Linked DNA regions of Mus musculus: all the other regions are linked to region 2. A link is a contact called in public Hi-C, Micro-C and promoter capture Hi-C data. All regions are on one chromosome and are shown on one strand. Each heading gives the region's core, a stretch centred on a gene start, on an enhancer-like site or on the middle of the called end of the contact. The rest is flanking DNA. Distances are from core to core; before and after follow the strand shown. Region 1 overlaps Ssh2 (slingshot protein phosphatase 2). Region 2 holds the start of Nsrp1 (nuclear speckle regulatory protein 1). Region 3 holds the start of Cpd (carboxypeptidase D). Region 4 holds the start of Ssh2 (slingshot protein phosphatase 2). Region 5 holds the start of Tmigd1 (transmembrane and immunoglobulin domain containing 1).

Region 1 (2,700 bases), core at 4-2,503, 230 kb before region 2:
AGCACTGAATGCTCTTCCAGAGGACATGGGTTCAATTTCCAGCACCCACATGACAGCTAATAACTGTAATTTCAGGATCAACACCCTCAATAGACATACATAAAGACAAAACAGTACATATAAAATAAAAATAAATTTTAAGAGTTAAAATGTCTTTCTCTCTGTTTCTTTCTTAGTTTTCTTTCTCTTTCCTTTTCCCTTTCCTTTCCTTTCCTTTCCCTCTCCCTCTCCCCCTCCCCTCCCCTCCCCTCTTCTCTTCTTTCTTTTCCTGAGAGAGGGTTTCTTTGTGTAGCCCTGGCTGTCCAGGAACTCCCTCTGTAGATCAGGCTAATTTCAAACTCACAGGGACTTACCTGCCTCTGTATCCCAAGTGCTAAGATTAAAGGCATGCACCTTCACTACCAAGCCAAATATTAAAAATTATTATTATTATTATTATTATTATTGCTATTAGTGTGCGAGTGCGCACATGTGTGAGTGAGTGTGTGTGTGTGTGTGTGCGCGTGTGTATGCCTATGCTATGGCATGTGTGTGAAGGTCAGAAAACATTTTATAGAGTTGGGTTATCTCCATCCACTTTCCCTGGATTCTGGGGGACTCAAACTCATGTCACTACATTGGTGTGGCAAACATCTGCTGAGCCACATCACAAGCTCTGATTCAAAAATGTTTTTTATTTTGAGACAAGATGTCACAATGTGCCTTGGTCGACCTGGAAAACTCTATGTAGACCAGACTAGCCTTGAAATTTTATCTATATGCCTACCTCTTCTTGACTGCTGGGTTTAAAGGTGTGCACCACCACACCAGGCTGATCCCAAACTTCTCACACAGTGTAAATGTGTGGCAAAAGAAGGACAAGCCAGCAATTCAGAAAGCTATCACTGTGGGAATGCTGTTCACAAGACAAGTGGGCTTTGACTCCAGTTGTAAAGATCTTGAGGAGACCGACTGACATTAAGAAAAAGGAAGACTAGCAGAAATACAGTTAGGGACTGTGATGAGCTAAGTAGTGAATTGAAACCCGAGCTTGCTTTGAGGTAGGCTCCAAATGATAAATTGCAGAGGCCTGAGCTCTGAACGTGGGGACCCTGGGGAGGTATTTGTCAGCATTTTGAAAACCTGAGTAAAATTATAAATATATTGACTGAATAGCAATGAGTCTTTAAAGGAAAACATGTTTTTTCCCCTAAAGCCAGAGGACACTGGTCAATGTTATCACAGATCTCCAGTAGAGGGCAGACAAGTCAAAGCATACACTGCTGTGTTACCAGAAATTGCTAAGAGAAAGTATACATTGTCTTTACTTAAAGGCCATTATCAGAGCCTTAAATTTTAGGACAAGGATCAGCAGATCACAGAAATCTGGAGTATAAAATGCTTCTCAACAAATGTGCAAAACAAATATGCACACACAGGACAGCCATACCAAAGATGCTAGCAACACTCATTACTGTCCCCCCTACCCATCACAGGCAGGTCCTAATGATTGATGCCACCCAAATAAATGACTAACTACATATATATCTGGGCCAGGATTCCAACCTTTGTTCTCCATTTCTTTTTTGTTAACTAGGGAAGTGTTTGTTTCTACGGCCTTTAAAGTCAGAGGTGAGGTCAGGTTACCAGAGAGAAATTCTGATACACACATGGCCTCAGCAGGCTGAAGAGCTGTCATGTCTTAAGTCTTACTAACTTAATATTCATCCATAAATATTTAAGACCTACATAAAATGATTAGAAATTTCAACAAACCCTTTAAAAGCTAACTTTGCAATCATAAACTCATTTTCTTTGGCTTTTAAATGAGTCTTTAAAGATATAAGAGCAATCCTATTTAGCAGATTGACTTTCTGTCATTTGCTGAAAGTTTTCCTTCATGCTTTTGTGTTTTTTCTTCTTTTCTTTCCTTCCTTTTCTCCTTTTCTTCTTTCCCTTTTCTTTTAGAGACAAAGTCTTGCTATGTTGTGCAGGCTTCAAATGCCATTTCCTTGCCTTTAAAACATTAATGTCTCCCTCCCACCCCCCTGCATATCAAGAAAAAGCTTTTAAAAATTGAGAAGTATTATCTCTTTTTAATACAATACTTTTTTCTTCTGTTTTCATAAGGTAATTAGAATTCAGATAAATGAAATGAACATAGAAAGTTTACAATGACATAATCAGATTATTCTAATGATTTTATTTTTGCAAGATAGTCTTTAGTCTAGAGTGCCTGCCAAACTGAACATAACTAAAGGGAACATGGTTATACCTCATGGGACATCTCCTCCCCTATGCAGATTCTAATACAGATGAGGACCACTTCCAAACATCCATCTGCTAGTCCTCATCACTGACGGCACTAGTAGCTCCAATAGATGCTCTGGTTAGAAGCATAAACTCAAAGAACCAGCAACTCCACAAAACTGTGCTTCATGGAAACAGGAAAATGTCAAAAGGGATTCCCAAGATGGTATCCTAATCAGTAAACCCTTTCCAAGCAACCACTTGTAGTGATAAGCAATAAAGAAACACTTATTACTTACTTCCGAGAAAACCCTAACTTCCCCAACACCACCTCAACAACTCATGAAAAGAATATCCAAGCCTACCAAGTGTTGGTGAGATAAAACATTACGTGATACTAGAGAGACAATGGGAAAAAGAGTCTGCGATACAAGATAACTAGCAAGTATGTCACACTGAAAAACAAATGAA
Region 2 (2,700 bases), core at 134-2,633:
CTGGGATGGACCCCAACATAAGAAGCCATTTGGAATAAAACTTCCATTTTGAGCAGGGGTTGAATAAAGTTCCTACCTAAGACATCCCAGGGAATTGACATCCTACTTGGTAGAAAGAGGCATGTACATGGATAACTGATGTCCTGGTTGGCAAGTTAAGACATGAATGTTAGGCAAGTCCTCTGCCACAGTTGAATACCTCAACTAATGAGAACAGGATAAGTGTACAAAAAAAAAAAATGCTTCTGATGAAATTGCCTAACTCTAAATCCTGATTGGTGGAGTAACTTGGCACAGATGTTTGTGGATTTTAGGCTTAAAAGCCCTATAGGATCTTAACTCAATGCCACAGTCAGCTCCTGAGTTTGGTCTGTGGACCTGATTTTTCAGTCTTGGGGTGTGATATTTAATCTCTATTAGACTGAGATTGGTGTCTGAGTGGTTTGTACGGTAATTCCCAGACACCAACACTAGTTCTAATTTTTTTGTTGTTGTTTTTGTTTTTTGAGACAGGGTTTTTCTGTGTAGCCCTGGCTATCCTGGAACTCATTTTTAGACCAGGCTGGCCTCGAACTCAGAAATCTGCCTGCCTCTGCCTCCCAAGTGCTGGGATTAAAGGCATGCGCCACCACGCCCGGCTTTTTAAAAAAAATTTTTATTTTTATTTTTTTGGTTTTTCGAGACAGGGTTTCTCTGTATAGCCCTGGCTGCCAACACTAGTTCTAAATGGTGGATGCACAGATGAAATGTAGCCAGGTTTTGTCTTTTAAAATGGGGTGGCACACTTGTGATGAGTTACTGTCATTTAGAAGGCTGAGGCAAAAGGATATTCTGGACTATAGAGCAAGATGGTCTCAAACAACTGCACTGCTAATATCAGTTCTCGGCGAGGGTGCCTGCATTTCCAGCATTCCGAAAGCTGAGGCAGCAAGATCTTGAGTTCTAGGACAGTCAGGGTTATATTATATAGAAAGGCTTTATTTAAATAAAATAATCAGTTCACATTGAGGTTCTATGGCTTTTCGGTTTTTTTAGTCACTCAGAGCCAGCTACACTGAGCAGCAAAACAAAGCAATAGATGTGTAGGGAGCCGTTTTGAAACTCATTAAATTCAGATAATTGGGGCCCACTCCGACTCGGTCCGGATTCAGCAGGCGTCGCGGTTGGACGTGACTCTAACACTATCTCCAGTGACGAGGCTCGTCCCCGGAGCGCGGTCCACGAGCCTCTCTCTGGACTAGAACTTGGTCATCGCCTCCCCGCCCTGACTTTAAGACTCTGAGCCGAGCCGCATCCTAAGCAAGACACAGCGGTAGGCTCAGCGGCTAAGCGAGTACCGGAACCGGAAGTGCGCGTATACACGTCGGCGTCAGCGTCTCGTCACGTCCGCGTCGACCAGGTCCAGCGGAGACGGGAACAAGATGGCGATCCCGGGCAGGCAGTGAGTGATGGGGAAGTTAGGGTCCGGCTGGGGAGTAAGAAGCCAGGGAGACTGAGTCTTTAGGCCGAGGCGTCTGAGGTCGCCGGAAGTGCAGGGCCACCCCCGCCCCGGTTAAAGGCGGGAGAAGGCGAGGAATTCCGAGCCACTTAGGTTCCCCACCCCCCGTCCGGTACATTTTTCCAGGTTGCAAGCCCGAAGTTTGAGAAACTTGTGAGGAAATAAAGGAAGTTAGGCTGAGGGGCAGAGAGCGAGACTTTTCTATTTTCCAAAAGCTCGGTCTGAGGCCCCTCAGTCTTGCTTCCTACCCCGCGCTTGAGTTTCTCCCGGTTGGATGCGCTCAGGGGCACCGAGAAGAGAAACTCCTGGTTGCCTTTGAGGGCCTCGTTCTCCCTGGCAGATGCTCAGGCAAGACCAGCCTCCCGCCCTCCCTCCTGGGGTTACGAGTGTGGTGCTGAGAAGCCACAGAAAAGAGTAGGCATATAGGAAACTGGTCTTCGCTGCCGGGAAAGACACAGATACGGTTTACCTGCCTGGAAATTTATTCTTGGGCGTGTAAACCTTGCAGTGCCAAGCATGTCCCGTGGCCTTTGCATTTTAAAGCCAAAACCTCGAGAAACGAAACGTATTAAATCTGGTGATGGCCAAACCCAGGCACTATTGCATGTGCCAGCAAGATTTTGCTGAAAGGACCCTGATATAGCTGTCTTGAGTGAGGCTATGCCAGTGCCTGGCAAATACAGAAGTGGATGCTCACAGTCACCTATAGGATGGACCACAGGGCCCCCAATGGAGGCGCTAGAGAAAGTACCCAAGGAGCTGAAGGGGTCTGCAACCCTATAGGTGGAACAACAATATGAACTAACCAGTACCCCACTGGAGCTCGTGTCTCTAGCTGCATATGTAGCAGAAGATAGCCTAGTCGGCCATCATTGGGAAGAGAGGCCCATTGGTTGTGCAAACTTTATATGCCCCAGTACAGGGGAACACCAGGGCCAAGAAGTGGGAGTGGGTGGGCGGGGGGGGGGGTATAGGGAACTTTTGGGATAGCATTTGAAATGTAAATAAAGAAAATATCTAGTTACAAAAAAAATGTGGTGATGGTTTTCAGAGGCGCTGAAGCAAAGCAAACGAGCCCAGTGGACGGATGGGAACTTGCCCCCATGGTGACTTGCTCGCAGACAAAAGCAATTGAGCCAAATAAGTGAATGGGGACTTGCCCGAATCTCTACGTGGGTTTCTTAGTCAATTTTTCAAGATCT
Region 3 (2,700 bases), core at 159-2,658, 230 kb after region 2:
GCTCGTAAACTTTCCAACCTCCCGTGCATGCTCCTCCTTCTATCCAGAATTCTTCACTCCCATCTTGGCTTCTTCCCTAGCTTCTTGGTTGCCTTCTCCTCAGACTGAATGAGGTTTTCCTCAGGAATGTCCCCACAGATGTATTGCATTGTTCATCCCTGCATTGGATCTCTAACTATGCAAGCAATGCCTTGCTTCCCAGCTTCTAGCTTTGACAGACACCAATTACTCAATAAATACTCAGTAATCAGTGAATTCCACGGGCTCTATGAAGATTCAATTAGAGTTCAGAAACTCGAACCATCCAGCACCGAAAGAAGGGAATGATAATGGTTATCACAATTATGTCATTAGATGGGTTAGAATTTCACGCTTGATAAAAGGATTGCCAAACTTCAAATTTCTTCAAGCTAACGTGATTAAACTTTACTTGGAAGGTTAGGTTTTTCTGGACTTACCCAAATACCTTGGGGGAAGTACACTTGCCAAGCAGGTATTTCTAGACATGGCAAATCTATCTCTTAAAGACAGCATTCCAAAACTATAGCTATGGCTGTATAGAGGTGATCTAGATGCTCCTACTCAAAAGAAGTGTGAGAGGAGGGTAAGGTCACTAAAAAACGATATCTCCTCAGTGAGAGCAGAGACCAGCACACAAAGAAGATAGTTACAATCCAACACTTTTGAATGGCCAATTAAGACCACATTAAGACAGAGGGCGCCTACTATGGAAGTTTCCACTTAATAAAGGAGATACCTAGTCACGCGACAAATCAAAAATAGAATTGATTGCTTTATGAGGTGTCTCATTCTCTTCAACTGCATGTAGGCAGATGGGCTCAAGCCCAGGCAGAACCGATCAAGGGGGATGGGGGGGGGGCGGGGAGGAAGGTGCAAAGGAGATGGGACTAAGGAGGTCTTTGATTCTCCAAGGAGATTAAGATTCTTTCTAACTTCCTGATTTTCTCAAGAGTCCTTTAATCTTTGGAACCTTTCGATTCTTTTGATTACTGACTCTAAAGCATTAAAGCGTAGCTAAGAAATGCTGCAACGAAGAAGGGGGCTAGTAAAAGCTCTCAGAGAATTTCAGAGGAGAAGCCATAAAGAAGAGACTGAGCAAAAAACAAAACAAAACAAAACAAAACAAAACAAAACGAGAGAAGTAGAAGAGGAAATAGGGAGGCGGGAAGACAGAGGGTAGAACCTTAGTGGAGGAAAGGAAAGCGACTAAAGTCCCTAAGGACTGGAGTGGAGACACGCCCAGAGGGAAAATCGTCCGCTTTAAGGAAAGCCCCGCCCCCTAGAGTGACACCCAAGCATTCAAGGCTACGATTGGCTAAGGCTGGAAGGCGGGATGGGGTTGCTAGGCGCGGAGGGGATCCGGCGGGCTGCCGCCTCCCGGAGTGTGGAGCCGCTGGAGCGGAGCGGTATTAGCGGCGTTGCTGGAAGATGGCGAGCGGCCGGGATGAGCGGCCGCCCTGGCGGCTGGGACGCCTGCGTCTGCTGCCGCCGCCACCGCTGCTGCTGCTGCTGCTGCTACTGAGGAGCTCGGCCCAGGCGGCGCACATCAAGAAGGCTGAGGCGACCACGACAACCGTTGGCGGCTCCGAGGCGGCCGAGGGCCAGTTTGACCACTACTACCACGAAGCGGCGCTGGGCGAGGCGCTGGAAGCGGCGGCGGCCGCGGGGCCACCCGGCCTGGCGCGTCTCTTCAGCATCGGCAGCTCGGTGGAGGGCCGGCCGCTGTGGGTGCTGCGCCTCACAGCGGGCCTGGGGCCGCCGCCCACCGCCGCCGCGGGGCTGGACGCCGCGGGGCCGCTGCTGCCCGGCCGGCCGCAGGTGAAGCTGGTGGGTAACATGCACGGCGACGAGACGGTGTCACGCCAGGTGTTGGTCTACCTGGCCCGCGAGCTGGCGTCGGGCTACCGCCGCGGGGACCCGCGCCTGGTCCGCCTGCTCAACACCACCGACGTGTATTTGCTGCCCAGCCTGAACCCGGATGGCTTCGAACGTGCCCGCGAGGGTGACTGCGGCCTCGGCGACAGCGGCCCGCCTGGGACCAGCGGCCGTGACAACAGCCGAGGCCGCGACCTCAACCGCAGCTTCCCTGACCAGTTCAGCACCGGCGAGCCACCTTCCCTGGATGAGGTGCCGGAGGTGCGCGCCCTCATCGACTGGATCCGCAGGAACAAGTAAGCGTTGCCTGACTGCTTTCGGTCCCACGTGAGCCTTCGAGGCCAGGAGGCTTATTTTGACAGCCAGCAGGCGCCCAAACAGTGCTTGCCAGCCTAAGGGGTCGGGGGCAGTCGGTGTGGAGAGTGACACCCAGTAACTGGAACGGAGGCCAGGTTGCAGTACCTCTTCCTCTTGCTAACTGTAAAGAAGCCTGCTTGTGGCTGTCATTTGTGCAGGGCAAGCCGGGGGGCTTTTTCCCCCCTCCCATTCTATCCCTATTTTTGAAAGACCATCGTATATGAGCAACGGGTACGGATTTTAAGGATTCCTAAGTTAGCACCTTCATTATGTATGTAGCTAAGCTTGTCACTAGAAGCACTGTGGCAAGCACTTTCTGCGACTGCATTATGTCACTCGATGTTGACCACAACCGGGCGACCTAGACACCACTCATATCCTCTAGACACCACTGGTACTCTTGTTTTGCATACGGGGAAATTGAAGGGCAGACTGGTTGACTAACAT
Region 4 (2,700 bases), core at 198-2,697, 140 kb before region 2:
TAATGGAAATGTGCCTCTTTAAACTTCTACCCACAGATTTCAGTTTTGTATCCTGTACCATCACAAGGTGAATAGAGTAATTTCTTGAATTAGGGTAGTCATACAAAAACACACAAGAAAACTCACAAAGGAAGAAACTACCACAATATGCAACAAAATTTTGAAATTCAGGAAACTATATTGAAATCACAAGGCAACATGCTTTCAAGATATCAAACTCCTATCTCAGTTAACAAATATTAATGACCCAACTTTCTTTCATACAGTGGAAAGTCATGGTGTTCACTGAATGCCTCTTTGCAACTTGACACTACTAAATCTAATGTTAAAACTACAATTCTATATGAAATAGTTCTTCAATTGCTCATATTTTCATCTAGATGCCTGTTTTTTTTTTAAGACCCATTTTACCACACTGGTGCAATGCTAACACATGCTAGCAGGTATTCACAAATATGAAGCCCGAGACTAGAGCTATAAAGGAGTCATGGTGGAGGTGAAGGCATAGAAAAGCCCAGCAGAAAAAAAAATGCTAATTGATGAGTGTTTTCCTTCTGGAAACATGCTTTAGCGACACAGCATTTGAAGTCATGAACCATCCAAGCACAACCCATGAGCAAGAACGATCATGAGCAATGAGTGGAAGGCATAAATGTCTATAAGATGGAAATGAATTGGCACTGGTTATCAAGCAGCACCAGAAGCTTTGGGTTCTCACTGAGAAAGGTAGAAGTCCAAGAAGCAGAGATCACTGCCATCTTTTAAGGGTGGGAAGAAACCAGGGAGTAACTACCACCGAGCAGTCCAATGAAGCCTAAACTGTACGGAGCACAAGAGAGATGCCAGGGACTAGAGAAAGGCACACACAGGGCGAGACGGAAGAAGGATGCGCAGTGCACTGACTGGGTCCCTGAAACGGTGTGCGTAAAGGATATGGGTGTGGGTCGGGGGTAACCTAGGAGCCCACCCTTCCTCTCCCTGCAACAGAGCAACAGAGGGTAAAAGAAGGGGGGAGGGTGAAAAGCAAGAATGACTCATAGCCGAAAGGAAGTGCTCAAGCCATGGGAAGCATGCTACGGGAGATTTCTGAGCCAGCGCTGTGAGGGACTGGGTGCTCCGGGTGATGGAGGTTGGGGAAAAAACAAACAAACAAACAAACAAACAAACAAAAAACCCCAACGTCTGGCAGTCGCTGCTGCTCGCCGGTAAGATGAGGGTGTGGGGGGTTCGCAGCAGCCTGAGTGCCAAGGCCTGGGAAGAGGCGCGGCGCGTGCGCAGTGGCGTTCGGCGGGACCCGCTGAGGCAAAGCGGAGCCGCAGTGACAGAAGCTGGGAGCTGCCGCCTGGAGGGACTCACCGAGGCGCAAGGGCTGGAGGTGGTGCTGGGGGTAGGCGACCGCTGGACCGTGACCAAAGCCATCTAGGTGCTGCTGGGTTGTTCCGGGCAGGGCATTCTCGTCCTGAGTGTGGGGGGCGGGAGGGTGACGGAGCCGGGATGGGGGACGATGGGTGAGGCGTAGGGACGAGGGAAACGGAGAGGGAGATGAAGCCGCGGGAACGGCCTCGGGCTCCGCACCCACCACCGGACTCTCTCGCCTACTGACGCGCCGAACGGGCGGCGGGCGGGCAGGCGGGCGGTTCGGCAGCTGCGGGGCACAATGAGCGCTCCCAGTGCGCAGGCGCCACCTGTCAGCAACCGCCTCTCCCCTCGGCGCGCGCCGCCGCGGCGGCGTAACCCTTAAGTTGCCGGAAGCGGGCGGGCAGGCTGCGTGCGCCGCGCCTCGGGCCGCCGTCCCCTCCCGGGTCAGCTCTCGAGCCCTACTGCTGCCCCTGCGGCTCTGTCTGTCCCCGCTGCGCGGCGTGGGGCGAGCTGGCCAAGGAGCCCTGGAAGGCAGCCAGCCAACCGAGGGTCCTGATCTGGGGGTGGGGGTCGGTGGGAGAGCCGCTAATCCTCACTCCAGAAAGACAACCATTTTATGAGTGGGGCGCGCAACCTTAGAGAAAAACTGAGGCGAAAATCCTGAGGCGAACACGTTTTCTAGTGGAAAAGGGCTCCGCAGGTGCTATAGACGCTTTCTCTGGGCTAGACCCGGGAGACCAGCCCTCCTGCTTGGACCTGGCCCTCAAGAGGGCTCCGTCTTAATGAGCTTCCCCACCCTCCTCATCATAAAGGGCCTCAGGGTTAACGACCAGACTTTTCCTAAGAAAGATTTTTCCCCCCGGTGGTAAACACTGGAAACTTCGTAGTAGCCTCAGGCTTCCTTCCTCTACAACCTGCCTAAAGTCAGTCACTGTACCTGAGATGCTGAGGGAAGGGGCGGGCACAGAGAGCTGGACCCTGAGTTGGAAAGCTCCAACCTGCTATTTTTTTTTTAAAACCTCTCAATTGCTTCCTACTGTGAAGATCTCCACTAAACAAAGATCTTTTGATCATTGAGCTTTTTTTCTTTCCCCCATAAATTTGACTATTTCATAAATGCAAGTGAAAATGTAGAATTAAAATATTTTAAAGGAAGACATTTCTAAATGGTAAACTGCCAACATCAACCAAGCATGTAATGGAAAAATCAAGACTAAAAAGAAAAGGAAAAGTCACGCAGTGCAACCCGTTGATATATTTACACAGAGATAGTTGAGGGGATGAACTGGTAAATACCACCATCCATATCAAAGCTGTAGAAAACACTCACTTATGGACTCC
Region 5 (2,700 bases), core at 118-2,617, 180 kb after region 2:
TGTTTTCTTTCAGACAGAGTCTTTCTCCAGAGCCCTATCGAGCTACACAGGAATTTACGACACTCCTGGCTCCTAAGCACCAGGATTAGTAATGTGCACTACCATGCTCCATAACAATTAACCTCTTGACCCAAGAATGCAATTTTCCCAGAACATTTGCACAAAACCAGCAAATGTTAGGGTCAGGATTCCAACCCGAGACTGCCAAGGCCACACTCACAACTGTCCTTCTGACTAAAGTAATATTCATTCCCTTCAAAAGATGCTCTGAGCCTCTTCTAGTCCCTGGTCCTTCCGTTTGCACTAATAACTTGGTATTTTGTCCTTTATCATGAATATTAGCTGTATCATGAATATAAGCAGGAAATATACATCTGACTAATTCGAGGCACCTCTACTCCTCCCTTGCTCTAGGCTTGTCTTGACAGGACCAAGGGTGCTTCCTACCAGGGAGGCCTCTACCAATATTTTAATAAGATGCGATTACTAGTAGCCAGAGCATTTTGTAATTGAAATTTTCTTGTCCAAAATATTGCTATGACTCTATTATAAGAGCGAGGACCTCAGGACCAGTGAGATGGCTCAGAGGTAAAAGTGCTTGTTAGTGTAAGCCTGATAACCTGAGTTTGACCCCCAGATGCCATGTAAGAGAGAACAAACTCTTAAAGTTGTCCTCTGACCTCCACGTGTGTGCTGTGGCATGTGTAACCCCAATATCCCCCCCACCCCCCACGCACACACTGTGAAAAAGTGATGGTTTCAGAACCCGATCATGCATGGAATTTTCTTAGTAGATGGGAGAGAGAGCACTGCTGCAGCATGTAGGAGGTTCTGGGTTCAATCCCCAGCAACACAAGGATACATGGAGGTTTAGAAAGGAGAGCCCTCCAAGAATGATAAAACCGTAACTTTTCTCAAGTATAGTCTAATATAGGGCCTGAATAAAAACTCAAGAGTGCCTGGGCTGTGGTGGTGCACACCTTCAATCCCAGCACTCCGGAGGCAGGAGCAGGTGGATCTTTGTGAATTCCAGGCCAGCCTGGTCTACAGAGTGAGTTCCAGGCCAGTCAGGAACTTCAGAACTACACAGAGAAACCCTGTTTCAAAAAAACCAAACTAAAGAAAACAAAACAACAACAACAACAACAACAAAATCAACCAAACAAACCATTAAAACAAACAAACAAAACAAAACAAAAAACTGGAGAGTTTGAGGCTGTACACTACCCTGAGAAGGGGAAGAACCAATGGTCTCTTGCTTTCTAAGACGCCAAAGTTTCCAAATAAAGTCCCTTGTCTAGCCACTTACCTGCTGAGCTCCCAGCAGCTGACTTCCTCACCTAGCTCTTCCTCTGCCCAGGAGCCCTGAATTATGTCCCCGACATGATCCTTTATAATACTTGAATTTGAACACTTTATGACAGTAGGGTCAAGTAACTGAGATAAATTGGGTTCAAAGTCTGTTTCCCTTTCTGGATTCTTAGAGAAGACAGTAATTGTGAAGCACATCTTCACAAGGTCTAAGCCTTTCTGTACCCAGGTTACTAGGAGGGGCCGGATATTACTAACACGGGTGTATTGTTCCAGGGAAGCCTGAACTTGTGCAAAAATCCAGAGCACATCTCACCCAACACTGCCTGACAGCTGTGACAGGACAAGTCCGGGGAGAGGCTTGACTTTCACAATCAGTGACAACTGAAGATTTTGCATAACTTAATTATTGAAAGATTTTTACCACCAGTCACCCGAGCCCAGTGCTGAAGCTATGCCAAGCAACAAGAGGAAGTTTTAGCTCCTTGAGGCTCTGACTTCATTGGGAAACCAGAACAGGACACTTCAACTAAAATTATTTTATTGGTAAAAATACTTAAGTTACTCAACGGGTAAAGCCCACACAAAACCCTAATGAGGCAGCTGAAATCCCAGCACTCCTACAGTGAGATGGGAGGCTGAGATGGGGATGGAGAAATTAGAATCCCCAGAAGGCCACTTGCCATACTAGATATATGTCAATCAGAGTAGAAGATGAAGACCAACACAAAATGTTGTCTTCTGACTTCCACATGGGCATGGGTGTGCCCATGTGTGTGCACACACACTCTTGCATGCACGCACCACCTAACATACTTTATGTTAGTGTTACTAATGAACATTTTATGTGTCAAGAACTATTGTTTCCATTCATCAAAAAATATGACATTTATGATCGTCTAGACTTTACCTCCATATTTTTTTGTTGCTGGAGATCAAACCCAGAGTTTTATATATGCTAAGCAAGCACTGTACCACTGAGGTACATCCCGAGCTTTCTCCATTTTTGTTTGGTGGGTTTATTTTTTTAAAGGAAGGTCTCCTATAGCTTAAACTGGCTTTGAACTCGCTGTGTAGCCAAGGCTAGTTATTACTCCTGATCCTCCTGCCTTCACTCCCAAGTGTTAGGATTACAGGTGTGTGCCATCATACTTGGCACTGTCCATAGCTTTGAGCACATTGGGTAACCACACCAGAGATCTATTTCTTTCTGTTTATGTGACTTTGAAAGTTATCTAACCCCTAGGAGCCTTTGGTTCTTCAGGAACACAATAGCAATAATAACAGTGCCCTCCCCACAGAGTCACTGTGAGGATTGAGTGAAATGGAGCATGCTAAGCTGCTGTACAGTAGGCGCTTCATAAGCCATAATTATTACTGTTATGAAGA

What was found. Promoter capture Hi-C pulls out the DNA fragments that hold promoters and counts their contacts. A called contact is a pair of places that touch in the nucleus more often than the background predicts. Capture Hi-C pulls out chosen DNA fragments and counts their contacts.
Region 1: a contact with region 2 is called in a Hi-C map of bone marrow-derived macrophages, with 23 read pairs. The contact joins the enhancer-like site here to the promoter of Nsrp1 in region 2. A contact is called at or near these places in 11 of 39 promoter capture datasets (the 3T3-L1 cell line, 3T3-L1-derived adipocytes, the C10 cell line and 5 more), 1 of 484 Hi-C or Micro-C datasets (bone marrow-derived macrophages), 7 of 115 datasets of contacts at active chromatin or transcription factors (the 230-238 cell line, bone marrow-derived macrophages, embryonic stem cells and 4 more) and 4 of 9 other capture datasets (adipose tissue, liver, macrophages and 1 more).
Region 3: a contact with region 2 is called in a promoter capture Hi-C map of liver. The contact joins the promoter of Cpd here to the promoter of Nsrp1 in region 2. A contact is called at or near these places in 6 of 39 promoter capture datasets (the 3T3-L1 cell line, the HPC-7 cell line, the SN4741 cell line and 3 more), 4 of 484 Hi-C or Micro-C datasets (B cells, CD8 T cells, cortical neurons and 1 more), 3 of 115 datasets of contacts at active chromatin or transcription factors (the NIH/3T3 cell line, T-cell acute lymphoblastic leukemia and large pre-B cells) and 2 of 9 other capture datasets (adipose tissue and liver).
Region 4: a contact with region 2 is called in a Micro-C map of muscle stem cells, with 8 times the contacts expected there. The contact joins the promoter of Ssh2 here to the promoter of Nsrp1 in region 2. A contact is called at or near these places in 4 of 39 promoter capture datasets (erythroid cells, liver, macrophages and 1 more), 3 of 484 Hi-C or Micro-C datasets (the 3T3-L1 cell line, CD4 T cells and muscle stem cells), 1 of 115 datasets of contacts at active chromatin or transcription factors (memory CD8 T cells) and 2 of 9 other capture datasets (adipose tissue and pancreatic islet).
Region 5: a contact with region 2 is called in a promoter capture Hi-C map of the HPC-7 cell line. The contact joins the promoter of Tmigd1 here to the promoter of Nsrp1 in region 2. A contact is called at or near these places in 14 of 39 promoter capture datasets (the 3T3-L1 cell line, the C10 cell line, the HPC-7 cell line and 9 more), 1 of 15 datasets of contacts at CTCF or cohesin (pro-B cells), 22 of 484 Hi-C or Micro-C datasets (B cells, the BV-2 cell line, the Ba/F3 cell line and 12 more), 10 of 115 datasets of contacts at active chromatin or transcription factors (T-cell acute lymphoblastic leukemia, bone marrow-derived macrophages, embryonic stem cells and 3 more) and 3 of 9 other capture datasets (adipose tissue, liver and macrophages).

The regions. Positions count from the first base shown.
Region 1 is chr11:77,307,289-77,309,988 of GRCm38.p6, reverse strand. The region is part of intron 1 of Ssh2 (slingshot protein phosphatase 2); the gene reads right to left. Among named protein-coding and RNA genes, the nearest start is that of Gm24989, 64 kb to the right of the region's middle. Within about 2 kb of position 1,253, at least 6 of the 459 cell types and tissues checked have an H3K27ac peak or open chromatin away from gene starts, as enhancers often do. A contact at or near this core is called in bone marrow-derived macrophages, where this site is marked.
Region 2 is chr11:77,077,120-77,079,819 of GRCm38.p6, reverse strand. It overlaps Nsrp1 (nuclear speckle regulatory protein 1), which reads left to right and starts at 1,383. Exons shown (of 7, transcript NM_001012309.2): 1 at 1,383-1,441. The coding sequence starts at 1,422. Mir423 (microRNA 423) reads left to right here and starts at 1,648; the gene lies at 1,648-1,756.
Region 3 is chr11:76,845,716-76,848,415 of GRCm38.p6, reverse strand. Cpd (carboxypeptidase D) reads left to right here and starts at 1,408. Exons shown (of 21, transcript NM_007754.2): 1 at 1,408-2,192. The coding sequence starts at 1,450.
Region 4 is chr11:77,215,172-77,217,871 of GRCm38.p6, reverse strand. Ssh2 (slingshot protein phosphatase 2) reads right to left here and starts at 1,447. Exons shown (of 15, transcript NM_177710.4): 1 at 1,357-1,447. The coding sequence starts at 1,419. It also overlaps a transcript of Efcab5 not described here.
Region 5 is chr11:76,900,826-76,903,525 of GRCm38.p6, reverse strand. It overlaps Tmigd1 (transmembrane and immunoglobulin domain containing 1), which reads right to left and starts at 1,367. Exons shown (of 7, transcript NM_025655.3): 1 at 1,310-1,367.